Linked DNA regions of Mus musculus: region 1 is linked to region 2. A link is a contact called in public promoter capture Hi-C data. All regions are on one chromosome and are shown on one strand. The core of a region is the stretch at or near the end of the contact, and the rest is flanking DNA. Distances in the headings are between cores, read along the strand shown.

The links. Promoter capture Hi-C pulls out the DNA fragments that hold promoters and counts their contacts.
Region 1: a promoter capture Hi-C map of pre-B cells shows a contact between it and region 2, with 2.3 times the contacts expected there. The contact joins the promoter of Nptn here to the promoter of Peak1 in region 2. A contact is called at or near these places in 4 of 39 promoter capture datasets (erythroid cells, liver and pre-B cells) and 1 of 115 datasets of contacts at active chromatin or transcription factors (thymic regulatory T cells).

What each region holds. Positions count from the first base shown.
Region 1 is chr9:58,580,923-58,586,207 of GRCm38.p6, forward strand. Nptn (neuroplastin) reads left to right here and starts at 1,318. Exons shown (of 9, transcript NM_001357751.1): 1 at 1,318-1,604. The coding sequence starts at 1,514.
Region 2 is chr9:56,415,465-56,420,691 of GRCm38.p6, forward strand. Peak1 (pseudopodium-enriched atypical kinase 1) reads right to left here and starts at 2,586. Exons shown (of 7, transcript NM_172924.3): 1 at 2,477-2,586. It overlaps Hmg20a (high mobility group 20A), which reads left to right and starts at 3,155. Exons shown (of 10, transcript NM_025812.3): 1 at 3,155-3,467.

The DNA of each region.
Region 1 (5,285 bases), core at 68-2,567, 2.2 Mb after region 2:
ATATAGTCAGGTCAGCAGGCCAGTTTACCCTTTCTCACTTGTAAGCCACAGAGACACCCGAGGATGTCTGTTGTGACTCATAGATGAGCTAAGCCACAGAAAACACTCCTTTGCTAACCACAAGTGCTGAGGGTGGTTCAGGGAAAACAAACAAGCCAACTCCCCCAAATCTGTGTTTGTGTTCGAGAGCCTGTGTGCCCGCACTGGGAGGCCAGAAGTTGCCTTCGGGTATCTCCCTTAACTATTCTTTTTCTTTCTTTCTTTCTTTCTTTTTTTTTTTTTTTTGGAGAATACTCAGTTTTTGAGGTAGGGTCCCTCACTGAGCCTAGACCTCATCGATCGGCTAGGCAGACTAGTTAGCAAACCAGAGAGCTCTTCTCTTCTCCAGACTCAGATTACAGCGTTGGCTCTGGTGGCCATCCTTTTCTGTTTTATGCTGGGGAAACTCAGGTCTTCACGTTTGTGTATCAAGCATTTTTAAGGACTATGACATCTCCCCAGTACTCTCTCACCGCAAAAGAAGGCATTTCTCAACTTTCTATGCAACATGGCTAAACTCCTTTTTGATTGCCCCTTTCCTGTGGGTCATCTCTGATACACCAGGCTGAACAGTGAACTGAGTGGAAACTATTTTCTTACGGGTTTCCTCTACCAAAGGTTCTGCCTATTACTGGACACACTGTGACTTCCTTGTAGAATTGGATCTGTAGCCCTGCACAGGCTAGCTCTTCAGGCCCTCAGAGCTTGTGAAGCTAAAATAAGGCCAAAGAGGGGTGGGGAGGGCACAGGTAGGGAGGAAAAGGAGGACACTTGAAGGCTGAGGGAACAGATGTCCGTGCAAGGAAGCACAGCGATCGTTAACACTGCCTGGAAGGGAAAAAAAAATCCACGAGGCAGAGAGGTTGTGGCCAGATACCTCTAGGGGTCTCTGGTCAAAGTCCAGAAGGAAAAGCAGGGTTTTGATAAGGGGTACTAATAGGAAGCTCAAAAGCAGGGTCTAGGGTATCCATTTCTGAAGCTTCGAGCAGTAACGCATGAAAGGCAGGATGGGTGGGGGGAGCATTGTTTTCTCAATGCTTCCTCTAATTTCTGAGCGCTAGGATCCCATAGAAGTGAGAACTGTACTCCGCCGTCTTCCCCCGTGGGAGAAGGAGCGGGTGGAGTCCCCGCCTCGCCCCGTCACGTGGCCAAAAGCGCCCTTCGCACGTGACCGCCCTTGTGCTTGGCCAATCAGCCTCTGCAGGGGCGGGGACTTGGGGAGGGGGGGGAAGAGGGCCTCTTCTCGCGAGCCTTGCCGCCGGTGCTCCTGGCCCGCCCACGGCCGCCAGCGGAGGTCTCGCGAGGCTTGGACGCTGCGGCGGTAGGAGGAGGACAGGGAAGGACGGAGCTCGGCCGCGGCTGCCTCCCTCGTTCACTCCCTCGCGCGCGCGCTCGCCCGCCCCCTCCCTCCCTCCCCTCCCTTTCCCCGGCCCCGGCCCCGGCCCATTCGCTGCGCGCTCTCCGGCTAGGGAGGATGTCGGGCTCGTCGCTCCCCGGCGCCCTGGCCCTCTCGCTCTTGCTGGTCTCTGGCTCGCTCCTTCCAGGGCCAGGCGCTGCTCAGAACGGTAAGCCGAGGGGCCGGGGGCGGGTCGGGCGGGGGCGCCCGGCTCTGGCAACCAGAGGGGCCGGGCCCAGGCCTGAGGGGGATGCCGGAGCCGGCAGCGGGCGACCCGGCTGAGGCGAGGAGGTGCTTCGCGGAGAGGTGGAGGCGTCGCTTTGGTGCGAGCCCGGGGCTCTGTAGACAGGTCCGCGGCGTAGGGCTCATCGCGCACCGGGAGCTGGAGTAGCGGGGGCGGCTCTGGAGAAAGCGGCGGGAGACAGGCGTTCGAGTTCGAGCTGGCGGAGGGGTGGTGTCGGCGAGAGAACCGGGCTCCGCGGGCGCTGACACCCGGGATTCTACTGGGGCCCTGGAACCCGGGTGACATTCTGCAAAATGGGAGGAGGGGGGAAGCTGGGGTCAAAAGGATCCCGTAGAATACCTAGAGGCAGCAGACTGCTTGAGTCTCTCAAGGAGAGGGGTTAGTGAGCGATTCGGGAAACCTTGGATTTGGGGGTAGAGGGAAGGTGGGTGGAAAGATGGAGTGGGTTGACTGCAGTAGGGGGACCTGGAGAAGAGAAGCAGCAGTGTCTCCAAACGAGCTGGGGGAAGAGGATTGGGTTTTGCCAAGGAGGGTGGAGTGCTGGGCATTCTAGGGTAGCGGTTGGGAAAGCAAAAGGGAGTTTCTAAATAAGGAGAGGAAAATGAGCAGAGGATGCGGGGAAAGCTTTAAAACCGAGGTAGAAGAAATATCAGGGAAGTAAAGGGTGCCTGGGTATAGTGGTGGGAGTGGGGGAAGACGGAAAAATAAGGGAAGAGAGTAAAATGCAGGAAGTCGGGGGTGTAATGTTGCTTTGTAGCGCGGCGGATACATTAGGGAGGGGACGAGTTGTGGCAAATGCTTTATGATGCTAGTTCGGCCTTTGGGGAGGGCTGGGACACAGCCACATCTGCAGTGGTGGGATTGAGGGCAATGAGAGATGGTGGCAGGGGAGATGGAGGAAGTGGGCTTTTAGAACTGAAAGTTTCAAGATTGCAAAGATGTTATTTCTGAGGAATATGAATGTGGTCTCTGGGTTGGGTTTAAGGTACAGTGGAAGTGAGAATTGGGTTGCGAACTGAAGCTCTTTAGAGAAGATGGTGAAAGATAATAGGCTTGGGGAGCTAAACATGACAGATTCTGTTGGAATTGTCACAGTCCGTTGTTGAACCGCACATTCAGATACAAACCTAAAGGGATAATGAACCTAATTCAGCTATTGTGGAAACAACTATTAGGAGGTTTAAAGATTTCTATTTTAAACATGAAAAAAATTAATGAGAAGTTGGTTAGGGATAGGGAGCCATACATTAGTCATTAGTTTTAATCTCTGAATTTCTTCGTTGTTATGCTAAAACAATTTGAAGTGGCTTTCATTAAAACAAAAATCAGTCAGAGCCAGTGGAGTTGAGTATTTTGAAGACAAACTGAGCTTAAAATGCTAGCGGATACAGTAATAATGTATCACATTTAGTATTGGAAAAAAAGTCACTTTATCAAATATTCCCTTTACAAGGGAATTTTATGCCCCATGGCTTTATTACTTCATGAGCCAGAAAGGAAACATTTGTTTCTTACATTGAATATCCTAAGGATATGGACACTTCCACCCCCTTTTCCTTCAAGTATGAAGCTGTAGAAGGGAAAGGGTAAAGTTAGCCTGATTTGCTCCCTCTATGCTTGGTATCTATGTATATAAATATGTGTTATTTATCATAGATGTGATAACAATGTGAGTTTAATTCTGATTTCAGTTATTTGTGGAAATAACAGTTTCATTTTGCACTATAGATGAGAGATTCTTGATCTTAGATACTTAATCTCTGCTGGCATAAGTTATTTCTGATGATTTATAATATGGTAAATTGTAGTTTCTTAGCAACTAAGGCAAGGTTTTTGGATAGGCCTACAAAGACTCATCTGCTCTTAGTGATAATATGTTCTAAATACAGCATAGTACAGCCTTTCCCTTGAAATGAGCTTGGATTTAGTCACATGACAGGGCTAGTAAAGTGACTATGAACCCATAGTTGAGCTAAATGAATGTAAATTGAATTCATGAAAGAAATGGTTACTTCCCAGTTTATATGGTTAAGGATGCCATTTTAAAGCTTTCTGTAACGTGCCTCAGTGATATTTAAGGTTTCTGTTGATTGTAGTCCTGTAATAGTCTCATTTTGTGTCCTCAAGTGTTTTTACTTTTTTAAACAGTGAAATGAGATACCATGTTATATACCACATAGTATTTAACTATTAGACATACTGATAATAAAAATAATGCTTTGGAAAATCAGTTGTAGAGTCACTGTTTCTGGATTGAAAATGTGGCAGTTTAGATTAGGCATGTAGAAGTTTTTGAAAAAGCTTCTGTTTTTGTTATTCCTTAAGTGAAGAATTTGGTATAGATGGCCAGCAGCATTTCTTTTTAATTCCAAAAGGAATACGATCCATTACCATAGGAATTCAAGTACATTTTACTTTTCATATAAATATTCAGACTTGTAAGGTCACAGTTTCATATAAAACATAAAAATTTTAAGGTATTCAAAGGTTTTAGGTTAAAATTGAACATTAAACCAAGCTCATGATCTAGAGCACAGGCTTTGGACACAGATAGAACTGGTATTTTGTTTTGTGTGTGTGTGTGTGTGTGTGTGTGTGTGTGTGTATAGAGAGTGGTGGGAGGGAGAGAAAGGTGAGAGAGAGAGTGTGTGTGTGTAGATACTAGGGCTCCAACCTTTGTACATACTAGGCAAGCATGGGACCATTGAGCTTTGTCTTCCCAAGGATTGGGTTTGAATTCTAATTCTCTACAGCTAAGTGACCTTGAGTAAGGCAGGCCTTAGTTTGATCTGTGAAATGGGGATTACAGTTAGTCCCATAGGGATGATGTAAGGATTAAATGAGGTAATGAGTCTAGTTGGATTTCATTTTGATACTATTGCAAGTCTTAGTGTTAGCCATAACTATTATTAAAAAGTAGCATGATTGCTTTTCTTCTTATGTGTATTAAGCATTTATTAAAGCTTCTGTCATCATGAATACAAGTTAATAATAGGTCATTTGAAGGTCCCTTACAGAGATTTGTGCCAACCATTTTGCTGCAATTGAAATTCTGGTGAGGAAGTTTATATTCTGTTTGATTGTCTGGGAGATTTCATGGTATTCTTTTCTCCTGACCATGCCTGCAAATGAGTACATTTTCATAAGGGTCAGGTGTAGCCTTTTTATAGAATACCGTTGTTGTAAGAGAAGTAGAATGTAGTACCTGGAAGATGAGGTTTACAGGTGTTAGCTGAACGAATGAATGTGGGATGGAATGTGAAAATGTAGTATGTTCTTCTGAGACTTATTACATTAGATAATTAATACTGTAGGGGCAAGTAGAGAATCTAATGAGTTTTATTGTTAACAGCTGAATTTGAAGAAACCATTTTGCTTAGGTGATTCTTAGCTGTGAACATTATGCTTACAACAGTGCTAGTATCTGCACTAGGTGGTTTATGAGTCTTTTTGTCAAGTGCTGTTAAGTTGTTTGGCAGTTTGCTTTAGACTATCTTTCTACTTAGAGAACTGAAATAAGTATCAGAAAGATAAAATCTTATGAGTGATAGCCGTGGCATCACATGTATGACAAAATGTCAAGCAACAGATTTAAACATAGTTAAA
Region 2 (5,227 bases), core at 1,336-3,835:
ACTGAAAGAAAAAAAAAAAATGGGGATTAGCAAAAGTGATATGGAGCCTCAAACTCACACTTGGCAAGCCAGGGGCCACAATGTGGTTCCTAAATTGCTTTAACAACCCATCCAACAAAAGAGTAGGATTTGGCAGGTTACAACACAAACAGCTAGAGCCCAGCACCTGTTCCCCTTAAATAGCACATCATTACGGTTAAAAACAACAACAAATCTCTCTCCTGAAGCAAATGCTAATCTCATGATGCTTCACCATGGAGCAATTTAGAAGAGTTATTATATGAAATGTGCCAAAGCCTGAATTTATGGCTGATACTTCTTTGGCAAATATGGTTGGCACTGCTGGCTGTTAAAAGGCATGTATGCAAATAAGCAAATAAAAGTTTTTAAGCTCTCCGACTTAAATATTTACATTACCATAAATGTACAAAGATAAATGTTTATATGCATTCACATATAATGCATTTCAGGAACGTACTTTTTAATGTGACTGTCAGAAAACAGTTATGAAGTGGCATTATTTCTTTATGGGCCTCAGGACAGACTCTTAAAAATAAATTCTGACAGAATGTTAATGGGGTTTAAACACCACTGTGTAAGTTTTCTGCACTATTACTAAACAAAATGAATAAGCAATACCCTAACAACTCAATCAAGCTTATCTTTTCCTCTCACCAAAACACGCCTTACAACACTGGAAACTAGCCAAACATAAATGTCAGTCCCTAAAGAAAGGGTGGGAGAAAGGAGGACCACAAATCAAAAAGCTTTAAAGAAAATAATTTGCCATTTTCCCCCACATAACATAGTCATACTACTCTCTCCCAAATAGAGACACGATAAAATATTTTCTCTTCTTCCCCTCTGACAACTCTGGGGAGGGGATCTTTGTTTTTTCACATAGTTTGTGACCTGATCGTTGCCAAAACTCACTTGCAGTAGTATGAACTCTGCTTCCATTGTTAACTGTTAATCTCTGTGATAAGGCTATTAACTCCTAACTTGGAAGCCAAGAAAATGTACCTCACCTGCAATTATAGTTTACTGAAAAAGTCACCAAAGAAAGTGCCAGGCACTTTGGAAAGTAATTAGGGTAGTCAGTGAATTGAAAGATCTAAAATGCTCTGAGATTACAAAAGAAGCCATCATGAAGTGAGTATCCAAGATTGCTCATGGAAAGTTTTACCCTTGTGGATAATTCAAGTTTGGGCTTTCTGGGTTTTTTTTTTTTTTTCCTCTTTGCAGAGAGCAATATGTGTTCTCTTGACTACATACTTAATTTGCCAAGGTAGATAAAGGGAGGACAGTGTGGCTGAAAAAAAAAAAGAGAAAGAAAGAAAAGAAAGAGAAAGAAAGAAAAAGATCAAGTCAACAGATAGGCCACCAAACAGAATACTCAAAGCAATTCCGACTCAGGTGAAAAAGCAGTTCATGCACATCATCCAGTGGCTTAAAAATAGTCTTTTATGTAAGTCACCAAGTATTTAATTGAGAGTGTACTCTTACCACATTCAACAGAGGCAAAGAAAAATGTACTGGGTTTTCTATAGTAAGGCCAATAAAGATGAAATCATAGTTTTCCTCTAACTCATCTCTATCCTTCAACACCAGCCATCCAATAACTCCATTCCACAGCTCTGGTTCCTCAATTTGGGTCCTTAAAAACTGGACTGCAGACATGGGGCCTGGGGGAGGGGGACTGGAGGGCGGACTACTCTTTGATATTGCTCTCAGCAGTCCTTAATGAAGTCCAAGAACAAAATCAAGCTCTCCAACAAATGGAGCATAAGATGGGGGATAACGAGAAGGGGACCCAATTCAGATGGGTAGTCCTCTTCGAAGGAGGAAAGGAAATTGGCAAGAACCCATAAGCCAAAGGGCAAAGAAAAACAAATGTCTAACCCAGCCTCTCAAAATCCCAAACCCCTAAGCAACCTAGGAAGCCTGCGCACATTAGGGGCTCCCTGGCCAGAGCGTAAAGTGAGCAGGCACAGAGCCACCGGTTCCGTCCTGACTGCTGAGGCAAGGCTGAGCCTGATCCTCCAAAGTCTGGGAGTGAGGCGACCATACAGACTAGGCAGAAGCCCTTCTTGCCCCAGCCTCCACATCTCCAGCTCCTCTAAGGCTTCACTTTCCCCTGGAGCCTCGCAGCCCAGCCCCGGGAAGTCCCTAGCCGCCAGGTTCCAACTTTCCCTCCTCTGGGGGGCGCCGCGCTCCCGGGACCATCGCAGCCAGGGTAACGAGGCCTGGGCCGGTGGGGGGCATGAGAGGGCTCGCGGCGCCCGCGGGGCGCGTGGGTGGCCGGGGCACTGCAGCCCGCGCCCCGCAGGACGCACGGGCTGCCGAGCCCCTGCGGCGCCACCCAGTCCCGATCCCCCCTAGGTCCGCGTCCTCACCTCTCGGCGACCCTGGCCCCATAAGCCAGCGCGTGTGGGAAAGGGACCGGAGGGTACGTGGGCAACCCTGCCCCCGTTACCTGAGGGGAGCACAAGCCGTTGCGATATTCAGCATTGCCTCCTGTCCCGTCCCCTTTCTGGTGATCGCGGCCGCCTCCACCGAGCAACTGACACAACTAACTAACTACTCGCGGCCGCGGAGTCCACAGCGCGCTCCCGGCCGCTCTCCGTCCGCCCAGCCCACCAGTCCGCTCGCTCCTCCCAACCCTGCACGCCGCCCCGCCGCGCGCACCCTTGCCGCTTCACTTCTTCAGACCGCGCGCGCTCGCCCGCGCGTGCCCGCACCAAACCTCGGCGGTCTCCGAGCTCTACTCTCAGCCCCATGGGAGGAGTTGACAAGAGGCCACGCCTCCCTGAGTGCCAATATCCGGAGAACACGAGCTAGAGAAAGTCTGATTGGCTGAGGGGTGGAGCCAAAGCCAGGGGGCGGGGCGGCAGGGACCTTGAGTCCATGTGACGGGGAATTTGGGTTCAATTAAACGCCAGTGGAAAGAAACAGCGCAGATTTGGATTTTTTTCGGGGCCGAATCACCTTAAGTCAGCCATTCGTCTAGTACAGAATAACTATCCTCTAAGAGTCCAGTATACAGTAATTAAAATTTAAGTCCCACTATTTTTTGAGAGCCTTAGCAATGAAAATGAAAACTACATTTCCCAAGAACCTTCGCGAAAGTGTGTCTCACCTTGCGTGGTCACGTAGTCCTTCGCCGCATTGGGCAAAATAATCCCTTCATTTCTCTGAAAGTATCGGGTATAACATTTCACGTCTCTCCTCAACGGAACAATTCTCAGTATTACCACGTTAAAAGAAGTTACCTATCTGGAGGTGACTAAGTGATTAGGTAAAGAGTAAGAAAAGACACCAAAATAAAGTACTGCGGAGGAATTTCTGTCAAGCTGTGAGACGACGGAGTGAAGAGTGAAGGCGATTGCGAGGGGCTGAGGGAATTGTCCTCTGTGCAAGGGACTTTCATTAGTCCCCAGGCCCCTGCCTGCTCCTGCCGTCAGCAGGTTAGTAAGCAAGACGAGCATGGGGGTGGCAACAGTCGAGATGTCCTTCCCCCTTTGAAGATCATCCTTCTTTTGCTGCTGCTGTTATTGGTTTGTCTTGGTTTAAGGCCCACTGAATGGGGGCGCCTCACTTCCGGTTGGGGGAAGGGAGACATGCTGTCATAGGGGAGGGGGAACTGTAACTCACTTCCTGTGGGGGTAGGATGATGTTTGGGGGGTGTCCAAGCCACTTCCCGTGTTGATGAGAGCCAGAAAAGGTGTTGGTTTGTGCCATTCTCAGAGAGAGTTCCTACAGCCTTGGGGTTGTATTTTCACGTCACAAGTTCGGTTATTTCCCCAAATTATGATAATCACCAGGCCACGATCAGAATTTATGTATTTTGTTTCTGTGTGTAAATTGGAAAATCTCTCCCCAGCAAGATTGTCTTAATGCTGTCTCCAAAGAATTTTAAACACCTTGTTAAAATTCTCTGCAAGATTACATACTTTGTTATGTGACTTGTGAATTGCCCACCCTTGCACCCAAGTCAAGCTTGTCCTTAACTGAGTGAAGTAGTGTAGGCTCTACCTAGACACGGAACAGGAGCTCCTTAGCCGCTCTTTTAAGGAGGTAGTTTATAAGTTAGAGTACCGAATAGTTCACACAAATTACAGGGCATTTTCATGTTTGCAGAGGGAGAGAGTGTCATGCTGCAGTACTCCGATTTGATGTTACCGTAATAAAGGGCACTAATGTGTTACATACTTAGAACTGTTCCTTTAGGACTTAAGGATTCACCTCATGCTGGAGAAGACATCATCCACTTTAGTGTTGTTTTCATGTAGCTTTCTTGGGATGTTTATGAAAGATGCATTTTATGGTGTCTCCCCGTTTGTAATTTGAGTTTGTTACTGATTGAAAAATGAGGTCTATTTATGGTTTTAAAACCTGGCCAAAGGATGGCAAGTTCAGTGACGTACTGAGTGAGAGGAAAATGTCTCGGGAAGAACTAAAGATGAGGCAGACAGAACTTTCTGGTTTTCTATATTCTGCTTAAAACACACACACACAAACAAATAAGAAACTATATCTGAAGTAATAAGCAACTATTTTGATTCCTTGCAACACAGTATACAAGTGTATGTTTGTTGGCAGAATCAGTGTATTTGGAATGGTTTTTTAAAAACTTTGGCTATCAGGTGAACCTAAAATTGCATTGTCTTCCAATATTAAGGTGCATGTATTTCTAATTTCATAGTTTGCACTTACAATAGAAAATATTTTAAACTAAATGTGAAAATAAAAATACTTTAACCTTAACATGAACATTAAAAAAATATTCTTGGTCATTCTAGAAACACCAGGACTGGCACACATATGTGCTCACAGAGACTGTAGCAGCAGGCACAGAGCTGCACAGGTCTACACCACATGGAGTCCTAGAGCAGAAAAGAGAGGTAGACACATGTGCCCATCCCTAACCCAGAAGCTATCTCCAATTTATAGCCATTTACAAATGAAAAATTACTTTTCTCCAAAGTAGTCTCACTGAAGAAACGCTCTTAAGGGTAGGCCCCATGGCCATCACAATATGAACTCAGCAAATCTTTGGAGGTTCCATGTATTTTTTTCTTTAACCTTATGTTTTTTGTGTAAATGTTATGGCTTCCAATTTGGGTTTAGGGTGTGTCTCTGCATCTATGAGTTTTGTGTGCTTTTTCTTTGGCTCTTTTTCTTGTTTGTTTTGCCCTATTCTGATAGTGTGTTTTATTGTATTTTT